2 separate regions of the Drosophila melanogaster genome follow, and region 2 is linked to region 1. The links are chromatin contacts, called in public Hi-C maps. All regions are on one chromosome and are shown on one strand. The core of a region is the stretch at or near the end of the contact, and the rest is flanking DNA. Distances in the headings are between cores, read along the strand shown. Region 1 overlaps Ubx (Ultrabithorax). Region 2 holds the start of abd-A (abdominal A).

Region 1 (4,186 bases), core at 198-2,697:
CGCTACAAACATACAAACACACTTAAACAACTTTTGGGTATCTGGGAAGATAAGGCGATGAACGAATTAACCCTTTATTTAAAAAAAATTACGTTTTTTAATTGCAAACCATTTATATTATTGCTGTGGTAAAATATTTGTTCGATGCTTTTTTTTTTTGAGTATAGACAAGGTGCCAATTTTTTCTAAGTGCCTGGGCAGCGGTATTTAGAGGGTTAAGAACGACGAGCCATCTGTCGGCCATCCCGGGTACCTGGAAAGGGCAAAAGGCAAAGCTTTTGGCTCAAAAGACGAGCTTACGGGATCGCTGGCTTGACACTGGGCTACAAAAATCGAGTTCCGCGGGCACATCCTCTGGATTTCGAATTAAAATGCATTGCATGCCGCAACGCGTGGGTGGAAAAACACTCGTTTTGATGAGGTGTCGGCTGTAATTTAAACAACAACACAGGCCAGAAACTGAATTTCAATTGCCGATTATATAATTGACTTATGCTCGCTCTCTCTAGCTCTTTCTCCTTGGACACTCCTTCTCTTCGCAGCCTATTCCCAGTGGAATGACCCATATACGAATTTGAATTCCAAAACCTAGCTGATAATGATGGAATGTGAGTACGAGTGCTTTATGGCAACTCAAGTTGCTCTCTTTTCACTTCTCGAGTCGTTTTCCCGCATAAATAAATCGATGAGGACTCGAGTTTTTTTTTTTGCTAAATTCTTCATTCTATTGATTTGTTCCCCATTTGTATTTGTTTGTTTACCTCTTAATGAGTGTTTTTGTTGAAATTCCAGCTGGTTAATAAAGTTTAGTTTATTTTTATTGTATGAAAGACTCTTTCAAACTCTCTCTCTCTCTCTTTAACAATTTAATGACCATAAATTGTGCAGCCCTCGTAAAACATGCGACTATTGCAGCTGAGTAATTTCCATCGTTTTTATTTTGCGGAACATGCGCAAAAGCATAGGAAAAGATAAAGAAGAAGAAGAAGAACTAGCCGCCGCGTCGCGTGTGTAGAAAATAAAATTAATTTATTATATTTAAAAGTAGCAGGCTGACTACTGAAAAAAAGTGAGAAAAAACAGCCAAGAAATACGATTCTCACATAAATCGCGCAGCTAAAGACGTGCTTAATACTTTTTATGTGTATTTCTGGACACTTGGCAAACAAAGGAAATGGTTTATGACCCGAAAGTATTGAGTTATTGTTGCTACACCGCTGAAAAAGCGAAGTGAATCTAAAAACTTGGGTAAAAGCCGTATTACTCTTTACCTGTACCGCGCTAATTTACTTGTGAATTGTTGATCAAAAATAATATTTATTAATTCCTCAGCGACAAAGAGCGAGAAACGAGAGAGTGAGCACTTCCCCTCCACACACTCACACAAACGCAAAAACACATACGCGGCACCTACTCAACGGCTGCTGATTTATTTCACATAAGTCAAAACAGGCGAGCATATAAGCGCGCCGCGACAGAGCAAGACAGCAGCAGCCAGCGAGAGAGAACGGGGCTGGGTTATTTGTCTTGCGGCAACCGCCATTATTCATTTGGCTCTTTCGCTCTTGCGTGTTCATTCCGATTTTCACTGGACGCGCTCGCTCTTTGAGCGAGTGCGCTCTCACTCTCTCACTGTGATTTTAATGGCCGCTCTGAAGTGTTTATAGTTGGCACACAATATTCGCAAAGTGGCATTTCTTATGGCCGTCTCTCTCCGCTCCTCTTTTCCGCCCCTTTTTCTCTTGCTTGCTCTCTCTCTATCGTTTTTGTTGCTGTTTTCCATGGATTTTCCTGTTGCACTGCACTTGGCGTTTTCCAGAGGCAAACTCTTGGCTTTTCTTCTTGGCAGCAGCTGAAAAACCGCGCAAGGTTCCGCTGCCTTCTCTCTTTCTTGGCAAAAAGAGTTGTTTTAAAAATTATTTACGACCGCTTCGCTGACGCTGTTCATTTTCCCCCGTGCACTGTAAAAATTGTATATCTTGAGCTATTTAGCTAAATAGTTAATAGAATTATTAAATTACTATCCAAATAGAAATACTTATTTAGATTATACAATACAATCTGAAAAATGTGGTAATTAAGCCGAAATAAGGGTAAGAAACTTTACTCTCAAAAAAGGCGATAATTATAAATGTGATATTTTTGTTGCTGTGTGGAAAAACTGAAACTCACTTCCATCTTTATTCGCTCTTCCTCTTCGTGCTGGCCCTGATTAATAGTTTTATTTATTTTTAGCGCTCATCTTGCAAGTCCAAAGTCGTTTTGTCGCTTTTGTTGTCGTCGCCAGCGGAATTTATGAGTCTTTATTAAAACGCTGTATTTCTTCTCTTCCGTCCTTATACATTTATCCCCACGTCGTTGCTTTTTTTGTTTTACCCTCTCCGGCATTATCAGTTAAACCAAAATTTTTGTTTTTATCAAATTTCTGTCACATTTCGCTGATTTATTAGGCCCCCTTATTTATTGTTCAATGTTTTCCCAAAGACTTTAATGAAGTGGCCGGCGGGGAAAATAAATTACCAATACTATTCATGGCCCTGCCAGAAGTGATAATTGGTCCGGGAGAATATATTTATGGATTTAAGGTTTGATGAATGGTATTAGTTCATAAGGCTTGAAAGAAACTTTCTACATCGTTAGAATGAAATAAGGGATTATCATTATAAGCTTTAATTAGAACGGGTGAACTTTTTACTTTGTGAAGAGTAGAATATATTAGCTTAAAACAGTTTTAAACGTTTCCTGTGGAATGTAAATGTTGTTACAAGTTCTTTCTCAGTTTATGTTCACGCTTAATTTTTAAATAACCTGTACCTTATATTTTCTTTCATTTCGGGAAAACGTCGAACCACATTTTTTATCTTTGGAGGTTGACAGAGTCGAGTGTTTGGGCTTAAAAAAAAAGTGGAATCAAAAAAAGGAGACACGACCACGACTGCTAACTTCCAGCTGACCTTGCTGACCCTTTCGGGCCAACATGTGAGAACTCTGCAGCTCCAGCTGGGCATCCGATCGTGTGGCTCCGTGTCCTCGAAGAGATCATGACAAGATTTTCGTGCCCGCGCAGGAGGATGAGAAATGTGGCGCGGGACACGATATTTCTCTGCGAATTTCGGCGGGAAATCGTTGTAAATTCTCAGGCGGCACGAATTCGAACTCGACTGAATCGCAAATAACAATCGTTAGAGTTATCCTTGACTTATGCATTGTCTTCTGGTAGTTTGGTTTTTTTTAGGGAACCGTTTTTTATGTGTGCGGCTGAGCAACACATGAGAAACATTAAAAAATCGTTCCAGAGCCGATGGTGATCATTAACTTTTTGACGCCGCCTTCAAGGTCGGTGTTTTTCCCCGAAAATTATTCCACCCAGCCTTCAAATCGGCGAGAAATGTGTGCAGTTTTTTTACGAGGTCATAAAAAGTACAATGTTAAGTGCCGGGCGTCGTAAACAAAACGCGCGCCTTGCAGCGGAGGCATCTCTGCTAATTTGGCCTTCCGTTGAAAATTCAGGATGCAGGATGCTGCGAGACAGGCCAGCGGACATGGCCAGAACACACGCTGTCCTGCGACCTCTGCCCTCGCGATCCGGAGCCCAATCCTCTGCCATTTAGGTAGATGGGCCAGTGCATTTGGCAGTTTTTTATGGGCCCACCGGCAGTTGGCAGCCGTCGCAGTGGTGGAAAAAAAGAATAACAAGAAGCCGAAAAGTCAAAAAGTAGATAGCAGCAGGTAAATGCGGCAAATTGCATCCAGAGTCGCAGGAGGTTCACCTGATGAGTGGCGAGAGTTTCGAAAATTTAAACAAAGTCACAGGAGGTTCAGTCCCTAACGGTATTGGGAAGTCGTCGTTATATGTATTTAAATAAAAAGGTGGAAGTCAAATAACTATAACAGTATAATCCTGCTAAATAAACAGCGACCTAATGAACTCACATAAATTAACATAACCATACATTCAAAAGTAAGTTGCCCCTTAAGTAACTCGTCAAACTTTTGAGATTATTAAAAGATATAAAATGAAGAGAATTTGTTTATATTTAGTTATGTACATCTTAAGACTTTCAAAGTAAATCCTAATCCTAATGGTTTCAAATAATGACGACGATGTATTCTTTTGGAAAGCCAAGAATTAAATTAATATATACATACTTAACAAATTATACGAAATAATTTCTACATATAACCA
Region 2 (3,956 bases), core at 479-2,978, 130 kb before region 1:
AAACCATTTTGAATTTATTTAGTTAAATTTAGTTACTTAAAATGTTCCATCATGTATAAATTAGTAATATGTCATAAAAATAGTTTAATTCAATACTATTTCGTTACAATAATACGAATTTTGCATCATCAAAGGTTATACAAAATAAAATTACCAGTTATATTTTCAGTGCATGAGTAAATCCACTCATTCGCACTCGCTGTATGACCCATAAGCAGAAACCAAAGTGTGGCAAAATGCTTAATTTAGAATTTATGAGCAATTAATTTTAAAGCGCTCTCTGGCCATTAACGCCGTTACTGCTTCTCCCCCTTGACCGTAATACACCTTTGGTCATTAAAGAATTAAGAAGCCAGTGTGCCAAAAATTGATTGTTTAGCCAATCCGCTGATGGATCAATTATTCAATTGTTATAGCCAAAGAGTTGGCAATCCAATTTGAGCACGAGTCGTATTCCAACAAATAGACAGGTAGGAAGCACATTAACTGGTAGATTTATGAATAAGAAATAATTTAAATAAATTTGTTATGCTTTAGAAATTGTTTATTAAGGTTAATTTATGAGTGTTAAATGGCTAAAAATTATTTAATTGAAGGATAAGAAAATGTTGTGATGTGGTATGATTTAAATAAAAAATACAAAAATAAATATAGAAAAACTATAACATTGTTTCTACTGATTTTTTTAACATAACTATATTTAGAAAGAACGTTCGCTTCATAAATGAAACCTGATGTCCTAATTTCACTTATCAAGTCTAGCCTATGCTAAAAAATTTTTTATTTGAATCCTAACTTTATAATTACATTCCTTACCTAATGACCAACAAAAAATGTATTGGAATATTTGGTAAGACTTAAAAAATTGAATTCCACTCACAATGCCTCTTTTCGTTTTTTAACTCTCTGTGTAAAATCCTTCGAAATGTCAGATAGCAAAGTTCTCTAAGTAGAAAAGTTAAGAAATTGCAGATTCACTTTATTTCCGCACACATTTGCGCTACGAAGGAGGATGAGAGCAATAGTAGAAGAGGCATGAGTAAAATGCTTGTGTGTTGTCCAATTTCAACCATAAATTTGAAATTTTTCATAAAAATGTCATAACAGCAATTCCAGTGACAACAGAAAAGAGAGAAAATAAAGGCGCACAAAAGGCGGTGGCCGAAAAAAGAAGAGGCAGTGCTGTCTTTTTGCCGAGTCGGCATTTTTATCTGTAGAAATTTAAGGGTTTTTTTTTTTGAAACACCACAAGAGGGTGATTCCACAAAAAAAGTCAAATATAAATTTTGTCTAATTTGTATTGAAACACGCTCACTCAAAGGCAGCGCACTCAAAATGAATAATGCACGGTAATTTAATCAACAATAACATTTTGCCAAACAAAGCATAAAACACTTAAAAAGCATAGCACTCAAAGCGGGGCTCCAATAGTTTCCATTCTCACGTTATAAAGAGTGAAATTAGGAGAGGCACTCAAATCGGGAAATTACTCACTCAAAGCAGCGAGGCGGCCATCATGCGAGAGAGCGGGAAAGAGAGAGAGAACAGCGGCGGTGCTCGGCCTGAGTGCCTGCGAGCAAAAGCGGGACAGACATATGAACTGGCTGCGCTGCCATCTTTCTTATTGCCGCCGCTGCTGCAGTCGACGTTGAGTCAGGGAGTGAGCCAAAATGAATTGTCACAAACTCAGCATCCAGTTGCCCATAAGAACGCTCGCATGGCTTTTGTATTGCGCCATAAACGTTTCGCTGCTCGTAACGCCACAACGCTCGACGTTTCGCAGCGGCTTTGCTTTCGCTTCTCTTCTCGCGCGTAAAGCGGTCTCCCCAAAAAAAAAAAAATAGAAAACAAAAAATATAAAGGAAAACCCCCTCCGTAGACAGACAAAACTCAAAGTCTCCAACGACTCAAAGCGCCTCAGTCGCTGCCGCTCTGCCGCCGTTTCTGTCGACGCCGCTGCCCGCGCTGGCAGCAAGAATTACCAATTACACGAAATTTTTATACTCTTTTAAAAATTTCGTTTTATTATAATATTTATTATCGTGGCGCGCAGTAGTGTCTGCGGAACTCAGCTCTCCACTCTTTGGAATTTCGGCCCTCCGATTCCGATTCGGATTATACGATTATACGACTATACGACTGTAGTGCGGCAATACGATTCAGTTTCCGATTCGCCGTGTTTATTGTTCCGTTTCGGCCGCCGGCTTATTGTCACTTAAATGTTATAGATCGCGTAAAATATAATAAAATTGTGTGTGAAATTTAAAACCGAAAAAACTGTCAAAACACTATGGTTTATAACTCACTGTGTGCGGTTCGTAAAAATTAAAAAGACATAAAGTTGACATCGTAAAAAGGTTCTCGCCTCTCCGTTCCAGACTTCGATAGTTCTACCTGCAAAGTGTTTTATGACATTTTAAACAAAGTAATTAAAGCAAAACGTTGGGAGAAAGCATTTCTCCGGCCACACACACACTCACGCACTTGAGAAGTCGTTAAAAGCCGCAGGAAACTCACTCTGCCATAAAAATACAAGAGTGCCATTAAAAAAGATCGCGCGCCTATAAATCACACGTACGAAATCCCGCCGGCACGACGTCCATTCGAATTTCCGCGTAATTGATGACCGCATTTTAATTGCTTTTACAACAAATAAAAGATACACACACCCCAAACACACACATGCGACACACACACTTGTGCCACAGCTGCAAATACAACGCAACCCGAGACCATATGCAAATTTAACAAATTTCGTTGTGAATTCGCCAGCTTCGAGCGAAAAAAGTAACAGAAACAGAAAAGCTGCAAATACAAGCTGCTCGCCAAAAGTTCGCTAGAGAAAACTTGAGAAAGGTAACAAAATGCATTTCACTTCTCGGAATCGAGAAAAGTAGCTTAAAGTCGGGCAGCTGGCAAAGTTTCCGAATTCTGTCTCACTAACTCTATCTAAAAAGTACTAACTGTTGGCCATCTCATATAGTACTGTAAAAGTAACCCACATACTAACTCGTTGGCACTGGCAGGGAAATCTAGCTGAAAAATATATAAAGCATTTGGATTATATATTTTTTTCACTTGAGTTCTGTATCATGCTACCCGAAAGATTTATGTTCAATCCAAACATATTCAATTTGGTTAATGTTCTTTTTATGGTTTCCGAGTAATTTTTATAAACATGTTATATTTTTTGTTTTGCCATTTTTAATTCTTGTTTATCACATTGGACGCCAAGTTTATTTTTGTTTTTAGTACCTTTTAATTCGATTAATTTTGTTAGTGATTTATATACTAAGTCCAATGTAGTTTGCATTCGATTATGAAGTAGAAAAGTTAAATACAGAGACGGGAGATGTTCATTAAAGACAAGTAAATTTTAATAGACATTGATACAAATTAAATTGCTGTGTAAATCTTATGAAAAAGTTAAAGAAAAAGATATTTTTAAAATGCTATTTCTCACAGTGTTGAATTATAAAGTCATTCAAGTTTAAGATTTAGGTTGTGCTTACAGAAGTAGTCGGAACTTTTGTTTTATTATGGCTAGAAAGCGCTCCTCTCCACGCTGAATTCAAACAAAATTTGTTAAAGTCACACAAAGAGGAAACTTTAAATTATAAAACGAAATACTCAATCTAGCCATTAACCAAACGACTCAGATAAAGAACCCAAATCATTCGAACTCAGAAATCTCCGAAACTAAAATAGAACAACAAGTGGACTAAACGAAATTCCGAAGATCCGATCCTCGGCCAGAGAGCAAAATATGTGCAATGTCAAAATTTGTTTTCGATAGTATGCTGCCAAAGTATCCACAGTTCCAGCCGTTTATCAGTTCGCACCACTTAACCACCACCCCCCCGAATTCGTCATCTGCAGCAGTTGCCGCCGCCCTAGCCGCCGCCGCCGCCTCTGCATCCGCCAGCGTTTCAGCCAGCAGCAGCAGCAACAACAAC

Evidence for each region. A called contact is a pair of places that touch in the nucleus more often than the background predicts.
Region 2: a Hi-C map of the OSC cell line shows a contact between it and region 1, with 2.4 times the contacts expected there. A contact is called at or near these places in 23 of 107 Hi-C or Micro-C datasets (the Clone 8 cell line, the D17-c3 cell line, the Kc167 cell line and 9 more).

The regions. Positions count from the first base shown.
Region 1 is chr3R:16,700,387-16,704,572 of dm6, reverse strand. All of the region lies in intron 1 of Ubx (Ultrabithorax), which reads left to right. Among named protein-coding and RNA genes, the nearest start is that of Ubx, 32 kb to the left of the region's middle.
Region 2 is chr3R:16,827,821-16,831,776 of dm6, reverse strand. abd-A (abdominal A) reads left to right here and starts at 1,728. Exons shown (of 6, transcript NM_001260216.2): 1 at 1,728-2,856; 2 at 3,880-3,956. MSAmiP (MSA micropeptide) reads left to right here. Exons shown (of 8, transcript NM_001414138.1): 8 at 1-662. The coding sequence starts at 204. The coding sequence ends at 266. It overlaps lncRNA:iab8 (long non-coding RNA:iab8), which reads left to right. Exons shown (of 8, transcript NR_048413.2): 8 at 1-661.